Regions from separate parts of the Mus musculus genome. Here all the other regions are linked to region 1. The links are chromatin contacts, called in public promoter capture Hi-C maps. All regions are on one chromosome and are shown on one strand. The core of a region is the stretch at or near the end of the contact, and the rest is flanking DNA. Distances in the headings are between cores, read along the strand shown. Region 1 holds the start of Glce (glucuronyl C5-epimerase). Region 2 holds the start of Lrrc49 (leucine rich repeat containing 49). Region 3 holds the start of Iqch (IQ motif containing H).

Region 1 (3,831 bases), core at 17-2,516:
TACATACATAATATGCTACACTTTTGTTTTTAATTACCCCTCTTCCACAAAACCTTTAGAAAGGATGCTTCTTGGCACTACCTAACACCCAGGCAAATTCAGGACAGATTTAACCATGCAAGACCATCAAACACTACCTAAAACAGAAAGCCCAAATCGCACAGCCGCCCTACCCTCAGATCTAAACCCTCACTCAACAGTCAGGTATTCCAGACAACATGCTCAAGTCTGGTATCGCTCCTCTCCTCTCCTCCGGAGATCAGAGCTCCGGCGACACCAGCGCGTCCCCAAAGGTATCCTGGGGCAAAGAAAAGAAAACTGCAGAACAAGCCCACTGTGTCTCCAACTAGGCAACTGCCCCGATCAAGCGTCCAACGAAGAAGCACTGAGTTAAATCTCATCGAGAAAGAGAGAGAGACCAGATCGAGACCGTCAGATACCGAAAGCCACAAGCAGTGCCATGGGGTGGCTCCTGAAACCGGGTCTGGCACCCCTGGAGACCCAGAGACCGCTGAGCCGCGCCCACACGGCAAAATCACCCTCCTTGTCGCCCCGAAAAAGAATGGGGACCATCACGCACAGTTACCGCCCCCCTCTGGGCGAAGCAGAAACCCCAATACAAATGTTGGTCTCCCCATGCACGCTTCCCGCCCCCACCCACACCCACCCAGTCCGTTCCTTCCCGGGAGGGACACGGGCATCGTCTTATCACCCCATGGCGACCTTAAACAAACCCAAGTCTCTGGAACCCTGACATCCTCCTGCTTTACCCCAGGAATGCCAAGCGGACCCCTCTCCGCTCATAGGTCTCCCCGTGCCCTCCGGACAAGGCTAAACTGTATCCCAAGCCCCTCAACTGCACGGGATCGCCAGAAATGGTCTCCAAGTCCCAGAACCGCGCTATGCCAGCACCCGGGCTCTCAGGCAGGACACAGGACGCGCTCCCGCGACCCTAGAGACCCGGGACCGCCTGGGCAGCCACCCACCCCCACTCCAAAGCCAAAGAAGCCCCGAGACCCCAGCCCCCGCCGCGTCACCCAAGATCCCCGCACTCGGAACGCCGCGCATCCCCGGGAGCCGCCCCCGTCGCGAGCCCACTTGCCACGGCCGCCCCTCAGCCACGACACGACGAGCTCCCTCACCTGAGGCGCGTCGGCGGACGAGCGGCCCCCAGAGCCCTGAGGAAAACTGAAGCGAGCGGCAGAGACACGGCGGCCCAGGCCTGCGCTGCCGCAGCTCCAGCCTCTCGGCGAGGAAGCGCTCGTGTGAGGAGAGCCCGCCCGCTCGGCGCGCTACTGGGGAGCCGAGCCGCCGCCGTGCCCGCGGCTCTTCCCGCGAGATCCCAGCCACGGTAAGGGGCGAGGCCATGCCGGGGAGGAGAGGGCGGGACGGAGGCTCTTCGAATGGCAGCTCCGTCAGCCTGTTAGATTCGGTGTAGAAGGCGGGGTCACCAAGAGGAGGGGCCATATTAAGGGGAGGAGCTATGATGAGGGGGCGGAGAGTCCTCGAATGACAGTTCCAAAAAACCAATCAACGGTGGCAGCGCAGAAGGCGGGACTCGCATTCTCCTGTGACCAATTGCAAAAGAGTAGAGCTAATTCTCCCCGCCTATCATCAATAAATTGCGGGCGAAGGTGTTGCTGACCCGATGTCAGTTTGCTACCTGGGCAGTTGCAGAGGTACTTTAGATGACGTGGTTTGGGCAAAGTTTGGTCCTCTTCGGCCGCCGTAGAGACACTTAGCGGAGAAGCTGAACTAAATAGTGCTTAAACCGAAGAGCTGTCCGTGCGTTTTCACTGCTCTCTGAAGTGAACAGGGAGGTCCCATCTGCCAGCCTGAAGACTTACAGCCTCACTTTACTCACTTCGGTCTCCTCCTTTAGTGTAGCTTTCTCCCATTTCGGACTCTCTTCCGTTTTTATTTCAAACGGCGATGATATCGTCACGGGTGCTTTAAGCTCCAACCCAGTTTATCTGGTCCAACAAAGGACCTTTCTAATTCATTTGTGCGTTCTACTTAAAGTCTTCCACAAAGATGAAGAACGAAATCTCAAACGAGTGCTAACCTAACAAACCCGAGAACTTGTATCTTTACAGACCATAGGGCCCAGTAATGTTTAGCACAGGTAGGGTATAGAGCATTCAATAAATCTAAAAGGAAGGAATGGAAACTGTGGTGCTTATCTGTACTGGCTTCAGAAACTGGGCTTTCCTAGCCTTTCCCATTCCCCCCTCACATTTAAGTCCCTTCACTCATTATTATGCCTGCCCTGTAGCTTTCCTTCATCTTCCCCTAGTCTCCCTTGCCCAACACAAAAAGTAGCCTTACTCTTTCTCAAGGTTAACTCCTGCCCTTGTGCACTGGACCTCAGCCAGGCCCAGACTCAGTCAGCTCCCCCACCCCCACCCCCACCCCCATTATCAATTTTTTAGCCCCTTTATCCCCAGAACACACTCATTATCCCCTGTTATTTGAACAGAACACAACTACCCTGCCGGTTCTATCCACTCGAGCTGCCCTGTCCTGAGAATCCCACGTCTTGAGAAAATTAAAGTGTATTGTGGTCCCCACCTTCTCATCCCTTATTTCCCTGCTACAATACTGCGTTTGCCCACACAATCTGCTGCTCTCCCAACAGTTTCAAAAGACCTCTCTCCTACTAGACAAATGGTCTCTTTGGTGGGACTTTTTCCCCAATGGCTTCTCGGAGGTTCATTGACAACGCTCAGGATGTCTTCCTTTAGCACCTGCCTAACTGTGTTCTTTTCATTCTTTAGCTACTTTTTTTTTAAAGTCCCCTCTCCTAGTTTGAAAATGGTTGAATATTGATGACTCCTTATCTTATTGCACACCTTGTGCATAATAAGAAAAATGTCCACACACCACTGCACACTCTGAGAGCCACAAATTGGTTCAGACAAAAGCTGTTAGAAAAATCCAGAGGGAAGAGAGGCAGCTCTGAAGCTTGAGCTGGGTGGTAAAATACTAGGATGGCCCATATAAATTAAAGGCAGAAATGGAAGCTTTTCAGAGAAAATAATCTAAACCAGAGCAATGATAAAAAGCATGTGAGCTGAGCCAGGCTGCAGGTTGGATGGCTCAGTAAATAGATTCCCCCATCTGGGGTGGGGGTGGGGGGCAAGATCAGAAAGGAGCCAGATAGTGAAAGGCTTTGACTACCAAGCCACAGTAATTGGACTTGATTTGGTGTTAAATGGGAAACCCGAACAAATTCAAATATTTGTAGAGGCTGTAAGGAAGCTAGGTGTGAAAGCACTTCTATCAAATGTATATATATAAAATACATATATATGTGTATATATATGTGTGTATATATACACACATATATATGTATTATACATATATATGTATATTTATACATACATAAAACAAGCTAACATCCTATGACAATTTTTAAAAAGCTTACCATTTTTTCTTAACAAATATAATTGGTAAGCGCAGATGGTCAGGTTGGGATTTAAAATTCTGTTAACAGAGTCCTCTGCTGGAACTAGACAGGTTAAAGAGAGAAAACATAAAGAAGCCTTTTCCACACCACATCTCACAGCCCCTTGCGAGCATTAACATTGATTATCAACCTAATGGGGCTCTGGAAGCACCTAGGGGCAAGTCTCTGGGCAAGTCTGTGCACATTGCTCTAAATTGGGCTAATTGAGATGGAAGAGCTAACCTAAAAGTGGGTGGCACCACTTCATAGGTGGGTCCCTAGACTACATACAGAAGGTAACAGACTAGCACCAGCTTGCTCTCTGCTTGCTTCCAAACTGTGGGTGCAAGATGGCCAGTTGACTCAAGCTGGTAGGGCCACTG
Region 2 (4,000 bases), core at 62-2,561, 1.4 Mb before region 1:
ATCATTTTACCTATGTCTAAGGAAGAAAGCATTTCTTAATTAAATTATGCCATACAACCACTTTTAAGAAATACCTTCACCAGAAATGTTTAAATGTAAGGGGAGGGGCTCTTGTAATGGAATGACCTAAATTGATACAAGAGGGATGATTTGGCTTTATGAAAGTAGACAGAAAATAAAGTCAGCTTTACATTGAAAACCAAAATAAGAGACCCTCAGCCCCGAGGTCAGAATCTATATATAAAATATACAAGTATTTGTGTACAATATCTGACCATTTATTTTCAACTTAAATACAAATCTGCTTAAATCTTACTTTGTTTTTGTCAGAAAGTGACGACGTTTGAATAACCAGATGAAGTCCACAGTTCACCTGAAATGTAAAAGTTAAATTATAAAATGATTTCTTAATGCATACACACCATAGTATAAACACATTATAAGAAATGGAACACAGTCAAATATTCCATCTTTCTTTGCCTTTTCTGGTAAATGAGCATTTTCTGAAGTCTAGGAATCAAGTAAAATCAAGTCAAATGCTTTCATTAATTTATTTTTCAAAATGTCGGAGGCACGGATTTCACCCACCTTGTACCTCAGGCTTTGGAGCCCCGACATTTCTGTTGCCAGTCAGGATGTCAGTGCTTGAATAAAGGAGGTGGGAGTGTCTAAGAACAGGTTCCTTTCTCAATAGAAAAAAAGGAAGAAGTGGGTGGGGGATAACTAAAGGAATCCCAGTGTTTGCCTAGCAAACCAGCTCCACCTTCTGGGGAGCTCGGGCCCTGGGCAAGATTTTAAACACCCATCATACAATATTCAAAAACTCTCAGAGTGCTTTGGACTAGCCCAGGAAACCCTAGCCTCAATGAGACAATAGCTTCAGTCGCCCCGATCCCAGTAATACAGCCCATCACCTAGGACAAAGACGCCAGTCAGAGAGGACAAGACTACTATCGGAAAGGAAGAAAAATCAGGAAGGCCCAACTCACGTTATTTGCAGCTCGGCCAGAAACGGAGCGATATTTTCCGGGAATCATGGCAGGAGACAGTCCAGGATGTTCAATCCTCCTTCGAGGTAATCCTACAGCTAAGATTCAAAGAGACCAAAAGGGGTCATCTCCCAGGCAACCCGCTCAGGGGTTACCATAGAAACCACCATTTCCGGTCTGGTCCTCGCCCTAGATCTTTGGGCCGTCCGGGCGGCTAGCCTCGGGGAGTATCTGTGGGGCCCCGTGCGTCAGCACTTCCTCGTTCTGGATTTTTTTTTTTTTTCCAGGCCGCTTGAAAACAGCGGGAGGATCCGGAGGAGGATAAGACGAGGAAGAGGGAGGACACATCGGTGGCTATGGCAACCATGACTTCCGGTCCTTTCCTCTTTAGGACCCGCCTCAACACTGCCCGCGGGAAGTTTGATTCCCTCTGCCTGCTGCTGCCTGTTTTCCTGGCAAGATCGCAGGGAAGAGCTGGAGGAAGGTGCTCATAACCTTCCCATTTAATTTGGCCCTTCCACTAAGCCGAGACAAGGAAGGATACAATCCGACCTGGAGATAGTGAAGGGAAGCCAGCTTTCCTGAGGCCCCTGCGGGCAGAGGAACGGAGTGCGCCAGACAATCGATCTGTCCAAAAAAAAAAAAAAAAAAAGACTAAAGCTGTGAAGCTACTACTGAAGACAAGTCTTGCTAATAACCCCTTCCCTTCCCTAAGCTTCTTTTGACTGATACTGGCTGCCTTCAAGTTCATGTTCCTGGCGAGCTAAACAAACTTCCAGTCATCTCCTCACTGCATACCTTTCTGCCCCCACCCCACCCCCAAATACTGATTACATATTCCTTGCATCGAATTATCACTACTTGCTCTCTTAAAAACTTCCAAGCCCTCTTTGGGACAATCCAGCTTCCACCCTATGACCATTATGTGGATTAAACAGTGGCTCTATGACAGTGCAGAAGGAATGTTTAGTTCTAAATCTGAGAAAAGGTTGCCAAGAAGTTAAGTGGTCTGTAACTGACATTTTGACTTTGAATTGTGAGACTTGTATAGAATGACAGGGCTGAAGGCAACCTTATTTCTCAACTAGTCCAAACCTATCCATTTTATGTGAGGAGACACATCCAAAAATTAACTTCTTCAATGGCCTGGAATTCTTATTATACCTCCAGTCACCAGAACAATATTCTTTCTGTAATACTAACCTGCTTCCCACATCTGGGTGGATGCCTAAGACCCTTCCTTTAGTGATATTCTATCATCATTTGGAATGTAAACATATAATTTTTGGATCAAAATTATGAACACAACTTACACATCCTTGCATGATTTTTCTCCTTTCCCTACCATCCTATTAATACCACTGTCCTGAAGAGTTCATAGACATAATGCTGATCTTTTGGTTCCTCAGCATTCCTCTCTTTTGAGACTGCTCACCTGTTCCCGGCAGTAACCATAGTTATTCCTTTTCCCATTTTCTGGCACCATCAATAAAGTTCTGTCCCTTTTTTAAAGCAATAAGCTCAAATATAGTTTCTCCTGATCCCTGACTTACATATTATGTTTTTTAAAATATTTATCTTTATGTGTGGGGGTGGGGTGTGGAGGTTAGCTAAGGTATGAAATCATGGTGGTTACAAGAATAAACTTGGTGGCCAACTCATGGGTTTCAGTTATGGTTCTGCCAATAATTAAGCATGCTTCCTATGCCCAGGTTCCTCATCTGTAATAGAAAGATGTTATCGCATCTCAGCCAAAGCCTTTCCAGAGCTGTAGAGAGTTAGTTACTTGGAGTAATGTCTGAGGCACAATACTTACCATATTAATTAAGCATTGATTGTCATCACAGTCAACCCTTGGCCCATGTATTTTGCTTCTGAAGCCTGTGTTCAGCCTGTCCTCTCTTCACTAACTCATTTTCAGGCAATGTCTTGAATGCTAAAAACAGGGAAGCTCGCAGGGACACAGATGTGGTGCTGAGCTGAAGCTTGGGGGAAGAACTGGGCAGCCAAGTCAGCAGTGTGGAGCTGCATGAGAATGCGGGCGTTAGTTCATGCTTGTTGCAGCTGAAGCAATTATCTATCTGATACAATCTTTGATGCAGTGCTCTCAGCAGGCCAACTGTGACAGCTGATCTGTCTGTCCGTTTGACTAGATCTATAACCAACTTAAATGGTCGTCATCAGGAACTCCTTTGAGAAAAGTCCTCCATCAGATCATTTGAAGCAGTAAGAGCCCACCCTCAATCTAAGTGGCACCTTCTGATGGCAGTCCAGGTGAATGGAGATTGAAAGTGGAAACATTGCTTTCTGCCTGCTTGCCATTTTTTTTTCCCGGCGAGTGCATCTGTCTTACTGCATTTCTTATCCAACAACAGAGTAAGTTTCTTTGGGCTTCCAGCATGTTCTGAAGACCAGCAGCTATCCAAGAATACTCTTGGCCTTAAGTGCCAGATTGGAACTACAGAGACATCCAGACTGAGTCACTAGCAGATTCTCAGCCTCTCTGATGTGAGATGATCACTGTTGAATTACCCAGACCTATAATAATCCTATCCTATAACCCAATCTAATAAATCACCTTTTAGTACATATTGAGTATCAGTCTGTTCCATATAGAACCCTGACTGATACACTGGCCTTCCTGTTGCTGGCAAACCCAAAGCCACTCTTCTTCATAAACGGTTCAGTAATAAAGGTAAAAACTCCTAAGTCCTGTTTAGTGGGTTTCTCTGGAGTAATTGAATCAAACCCTAATGACCCTGTCTGCTCCCTATGGGAAGAAGCAACTAGTCACTGACTACTGTGTCTCCTTGATGGACTTTAGCAGATGCTCAGCCAATACCTGATGATGAGAGGGTGTTCAGTGTCAGCTCTAGACATTTCGAATCTTCCTGATGCTTTCTGAAGGAAACCTGTCAGTCACAGACTCATTCCTTTTGTGTATATGTCCATTCTTTTCATTTTCCAGCTCCCCTGGAAGGGTTAGACCTGGAAGGTACTTGGGAAACCAT
Region 3 (4,149 bases), core at 1,576-4,075, 1.5 Mb after region 1:
TCCGAAGACTTTTAACTGTTAACAGCTACTGTTCTATACTATTCCAGACCTGAAGGAAAGAATTACTTTAAGGGAAGGTGTAAAACTGAACCCCACAGTTCTTTCTCTTCCTCTTCTTCTTCTAGACTGATTTATTTATTATATGTATGCACACTGTAGCTGTCTTCAGACATCCCAGAAGAGGGCTTCAGATCTCATTACAGATGGTTGTGAGCCACCATGTGGTTGCTGGGATTTGAACTTAAAACCTTTGGAAGAACAGTCAGTGTTCTTAACCACTGAGCCATCTCCCCAGCCCCCTCCTTCTCTCTTTTTAAGCTATGCTTCAGGCTTGCTGGAACAGGAAACTACTGCCCCTGTAGTCAGGTCACTGTGAGAAGAACTGGCTGATCCCAGGACTGGGGACAAGTCTCCACTAGTGTTCTGGTTGTTTTGTGTCAATGAAAAGGGGGCTCTGTATAGAGAAAAACATAACTGTACTCAAAGAGAGGTCTGGCCCTCTGCTACTCAGAGATGAGCTCTAAACCTCTGGAATGTCCTGCCTGACATAAGTATCTGGATGCTTTAGTCACAAGGCAGTCTAACAACAAACACAGTTTATTTACAGTGGGGTTTTGAGCTGCCCTGTGTCTGTTGTGACGTGTGGAGGAACGGGAGTCTTCACAGAGTCAGCCTCGAGGGCCATGTGAGTTTGAGCAACATCCCAGCTCTGACTGGAGAAAGCTCAGGGAAGTTCTTCTAGTTGTCCAGCTTCTATACGATGTCACACGATGTCACACGTTGTGCCTGGAAGGAGGTGATACCTGACACCTCTTCTGGGATGGCCCCTGGACTCTGCTATGCATCTCTCTCCTTGGCTAACTTTAATCCTAATCACCAGGGTAGCTCATCTCTGACTTCCATGAGCCTTTCTCACAAATAAAATGTGAGAGTGCCATGGGACTCATAGGCTCACAGCCAGCCTAACTGACGTGAGGGTTGTTCGAGAGCTTCATACATGACCTTGCAGTTGGTGTCAGTGAGGACATGGGTGGGGACTGTCCTCGCTGGTGTTATATTTGGCTAAATTCACCACAGGGGAAATTGTTGAGTGTGATACAGGTAAGATTTAGGTCCAATTCATAACGGGGATGTCTATGAAGCTAGTGGGCTTAGGAACTCTGGAGTTTTGAAAAAGGTGTACTAGGATGTGTATTCTAAAGCGTTCAGGACGCTATCTCAAGCCTTTGTCAATTAAATATGAGTTAGAAATTATGGTGAACTGTGGGACCCCGACTTAGAGCGTTTCTCCCAGGAAGGTAAAGCCCCTGGACGGTCCCCAAGCTTGTTTTCCCTGATCTCTAAAAATATAGCTAGAAAGAAGCTCTTTGTTCTCTATAGCCAGCAAAAAGCCTTTTTGTTTCTATACTGTACAACCAGAGATGCCTGCCTTCCTGTGCCGAGGACACGGAGATAAAAATTCAGAAAGAACTCACTCCCCACACCTGCCTTGTAAATTTCACCAAGGACACCCAGAAGAGAAGAACTCTTCCCAGCTCTCCTCCCAACTCTTCCCAACACCTCTCCCAATTCCTCAGCTAGCTGTTAAAAGCCCCCTACTGTCACCACTCGGGTCGAACTCCCCTGCCCTGCACTGTGGAGGGACTTCGTCCTCAGCTAGCTGATAATAAAACCTCTTGCAGTTTGCATCAGGTGTGGTTTTCTCTCGAGATGTTGGGGTGTTGGCCAGCTCATCCCGGGACTTGAGCAGAGGCCCAGCATCGGGGGTCTTACAGAACTTCTTAAAGTGAGACCATCTTAAAGGGACCCATACCTAAACACGGAAAAAAACAAAACAAAACAAAGCAAAAAAAAAAAAAAAAAAACCAAACCAACCTAGCTGTTTCAGAAAAATTGTTCAACTGTCACAAACTGAATTACACTGGAGAAGTCAAGTCTTTGAGAGCTTTCTCCCTAGATTATAAATAAGATATTTCTCCAAGTTTTCATTTTTTATGTTGTTTTGTAATCCAGGTGATCTTAAAAATATGTTTGGTAACGCACACCTTTAATCCCAGCACTTGGGAGGTAAAGGCAGGCAGATTTCTGAGTTGGAGGCCAGCCTGGTCTACAGAGTGAGTTCCAGGACAGCCAGGGCTACACAGAGAAACTCTGTCTCGAAGAAAAAAAAATTTTAAAAAAAGCTTGGGTGTGTGTTCCCAAGCAAGCAGTGACTATTGTAGGTTAAGAAGCACGGGTCCCATAGCTCACGTTCTCTTCGAACTTCTCACCACCTCCTAATGATGAATCTGTTTCTCCTTCACATCCCCAAGCCATGGATGGACTTTAAACATTTCATAATTTATTTTTAAATGGTGCCTTGAGCACCCCAGCCTGCTAGTACAGATTGATAATCCCAGTTACTCAGGAGGCTGAGGCAGGAGGATCACAAGTTCCAGGCCTGCCTGGATTGTAGAGGGTGCTCCAAGACAGTCAATGACCATCTGGGCCCGAAGTATAAGGAAGACAGGTGATGCAGCCTAGCGGTAAAGCACTTGCTTGGCGCTAGCATGTCCTGTGTTCAACCCCCAGAGCATGATGCCCTAAAGTGTAGGCGTTTCCTGCTATAGGGCCGAGAGAATAAATGGTGGTGCTTGGGATCACAGGTTTCGGGGTTCGAGGGGAGGTCTGTGCGGCCGCCAGCCCGGCCTGTTTCCCACCTGGATTAGGATGGATCCAATGGGGTCGCTGTCCTCCTGGGCCTGCGCCATGACTAAGGAGGGCAGAAGACACTAGGCTCCGGAGGTATGGCCTCCTGCGGAGCGCTCCTAGATGGTGCGGGCACCCGTCACCATAGCAACGCGGCGCGCGCGACCGGCGCGCTCCACTGGAGGAGCGGGGAAGGGGGGTGTGAGGGCCAGCCGGAGCCTCGGCTGCCCAGCGCGCGGCCCCGCCCAGCGCGCGTGCCCGGATCATCTCCCCCGCGTGCCCGCTGCAGTGGTACGGCCCAAGGCGGAAGCAGCGCCGGCGCGGAACCCGCTCTGCCGCAGCGATGGCTGCCGGTGTACCCTGCGCGCTGGTTACCAGCTGCTCCGCCACCTTCACCGGGGACCGGCTGGTGCAACGTGAGTAACCCGACGTCTGAGCCGGGCTGCAAGGCCCAGTTCAGAGCCATGGGCGCAGGGCCGGCGACCTCTCCCGGGCTCTGCCCGAGCTGGGCCCTAGGCTCCGGCTCCTCCGCAGGTCTCGGCGCCAGGCGCTTAACCTTCTGCCTGTGTAAAGTGAGGCCGGTTTCTGACCTCCCGCCTCAGGGGTGGTGGCAAGCACCCCCTAAGATGATATTCAAGACCCCGGAAATTGTGCTCTTAGACGAATGTAAGGCGCTGGAGTTGCGGTGTTGTGTTTGGGGGTTATGCCCCTGCTGCTGGGGTAGTGGTTCCTCTTGTGAACTGAAGTGCTCAGCAAAAAAACAAAAAAACAAACAAACAAAAAATGCACGCGCGTTAGTGTTCTGCCAGGATGATGGACTGACCAGAACTCCTGTGATTGTGGAGAGCTGGAATTTTAATAACTGTAGCCAGATTCTCGTGGACTGTCTCTAGTCTCCTTCTTAGCCATTTGTTGCCCACTTCTGTGTCTGACCTAATATCCTCTGACTATCAGGTAAAGTCCTTTTGGGAATAAGCAAACAGACCCCCTAGCTTCCATCAACCCAAAGGCTAAGAATTTTATCAGTTGGTGTCTGAGGCCTACAGCAAGGGCTTCCACGATGTGCTGTAATCCACCAACCTGTTGTTCCCCTCAATGTATTTTTAGAACATCCTGATATGTAGCTTTGTTGTTCCTATAAGAACACCATGGAATTGTTATTGCCACGTTGGAACATTTGACTTGAGGCACCCCTGATTCCTGTTCCCTTTTCATGATCCCTCATATTTGGCTCCAGAATAAACGCTTACTCCCTTAGAGATGAGAGCTGTGGGCGTTCTTGATTCCCTCCCCTTGATTGTGTGTGTGTGTGTAATGTACATACATGCATACTTGTGTGTACATGATATTTGTTGGGTGCCCCCTCACTTGCAGTTACATTTCTTGAGTTCTTTCTGAGGTGAAAGTTCCCCGGAAAAAAATGAGTTTGAGGTGTTACTGCACCCAGTGCTTTTGCTTCTG

The links. Promoter capture Hi-C pulls out the DNA fragments that hold promoters and counts their contacts.
Region 2: a contact with region 1 is called in a promoter capture Hi-C map of pre-B cells, with 4 times the contacts expected there. The contact joins the promoter of Lrrc49 here to the promoter of Glce in region 1. A contact is called at or near these places in 2 of 39 promoter capture datasets (the C10 cell line and pre-B cells) and 1 of 9 other capture datasets (liver).
Region 3: a contact with region 1 is called in a promoter capture Hi-C map of erythroid cells, with 21 times the contacts expected there. The contact joins the promoter of Iqch here to the promoter of Glce in region 1. A contact is called at or near these places in 4 of 39 promoter capture datasets (the C10 cell line, erythroid cells, liver and 1 more).

The regions. Positions count from the first base shown.
Region 1 is chr9:62,121,343-62,125,173 of GRCm38.p6, forward strand. Glce (glucuronyl C5-epimerase) reads right to left here and starts at 1,267. Exons shown (of 5, transcript NM_033320.5): 1 at 1,143-1,267. It overlaps Mir5133 (microRNA 5133), which reads right to left and starts at 1,252; the gene lies at 1,176-1,252.
Region 2 is chr9:60,686,823-60,690,822 of GRCm38.p6, forward strand. Lrrc49 (leucine rich repeat containing 49) reads right to left here and starts at 1,312. Exons shown (of 17, transcript NM_145616.4): 1 at 990-1,312; 2 at 317-373. The coding sequence starts at 1,037.
Region 3 is chr9:63,599,668-63,603,816 of GRCm38.p6, forward strand. It overlaps Iqch (IQ motif containing H), which reads right to left and starts at 2,826. Exons shown (of 22, transcript NM_001311098.1): 1 at 2,700-2,826. The coding sequence starts at 2,750. It overlaps Aagab (alpha- and gamma-adaptin binding protein), which reads left to right and starts at 2,979. Exons shown (of 10, transcript NM_025857.3): 1 at 2,979-3,104. The coding sequence starts at 3,032.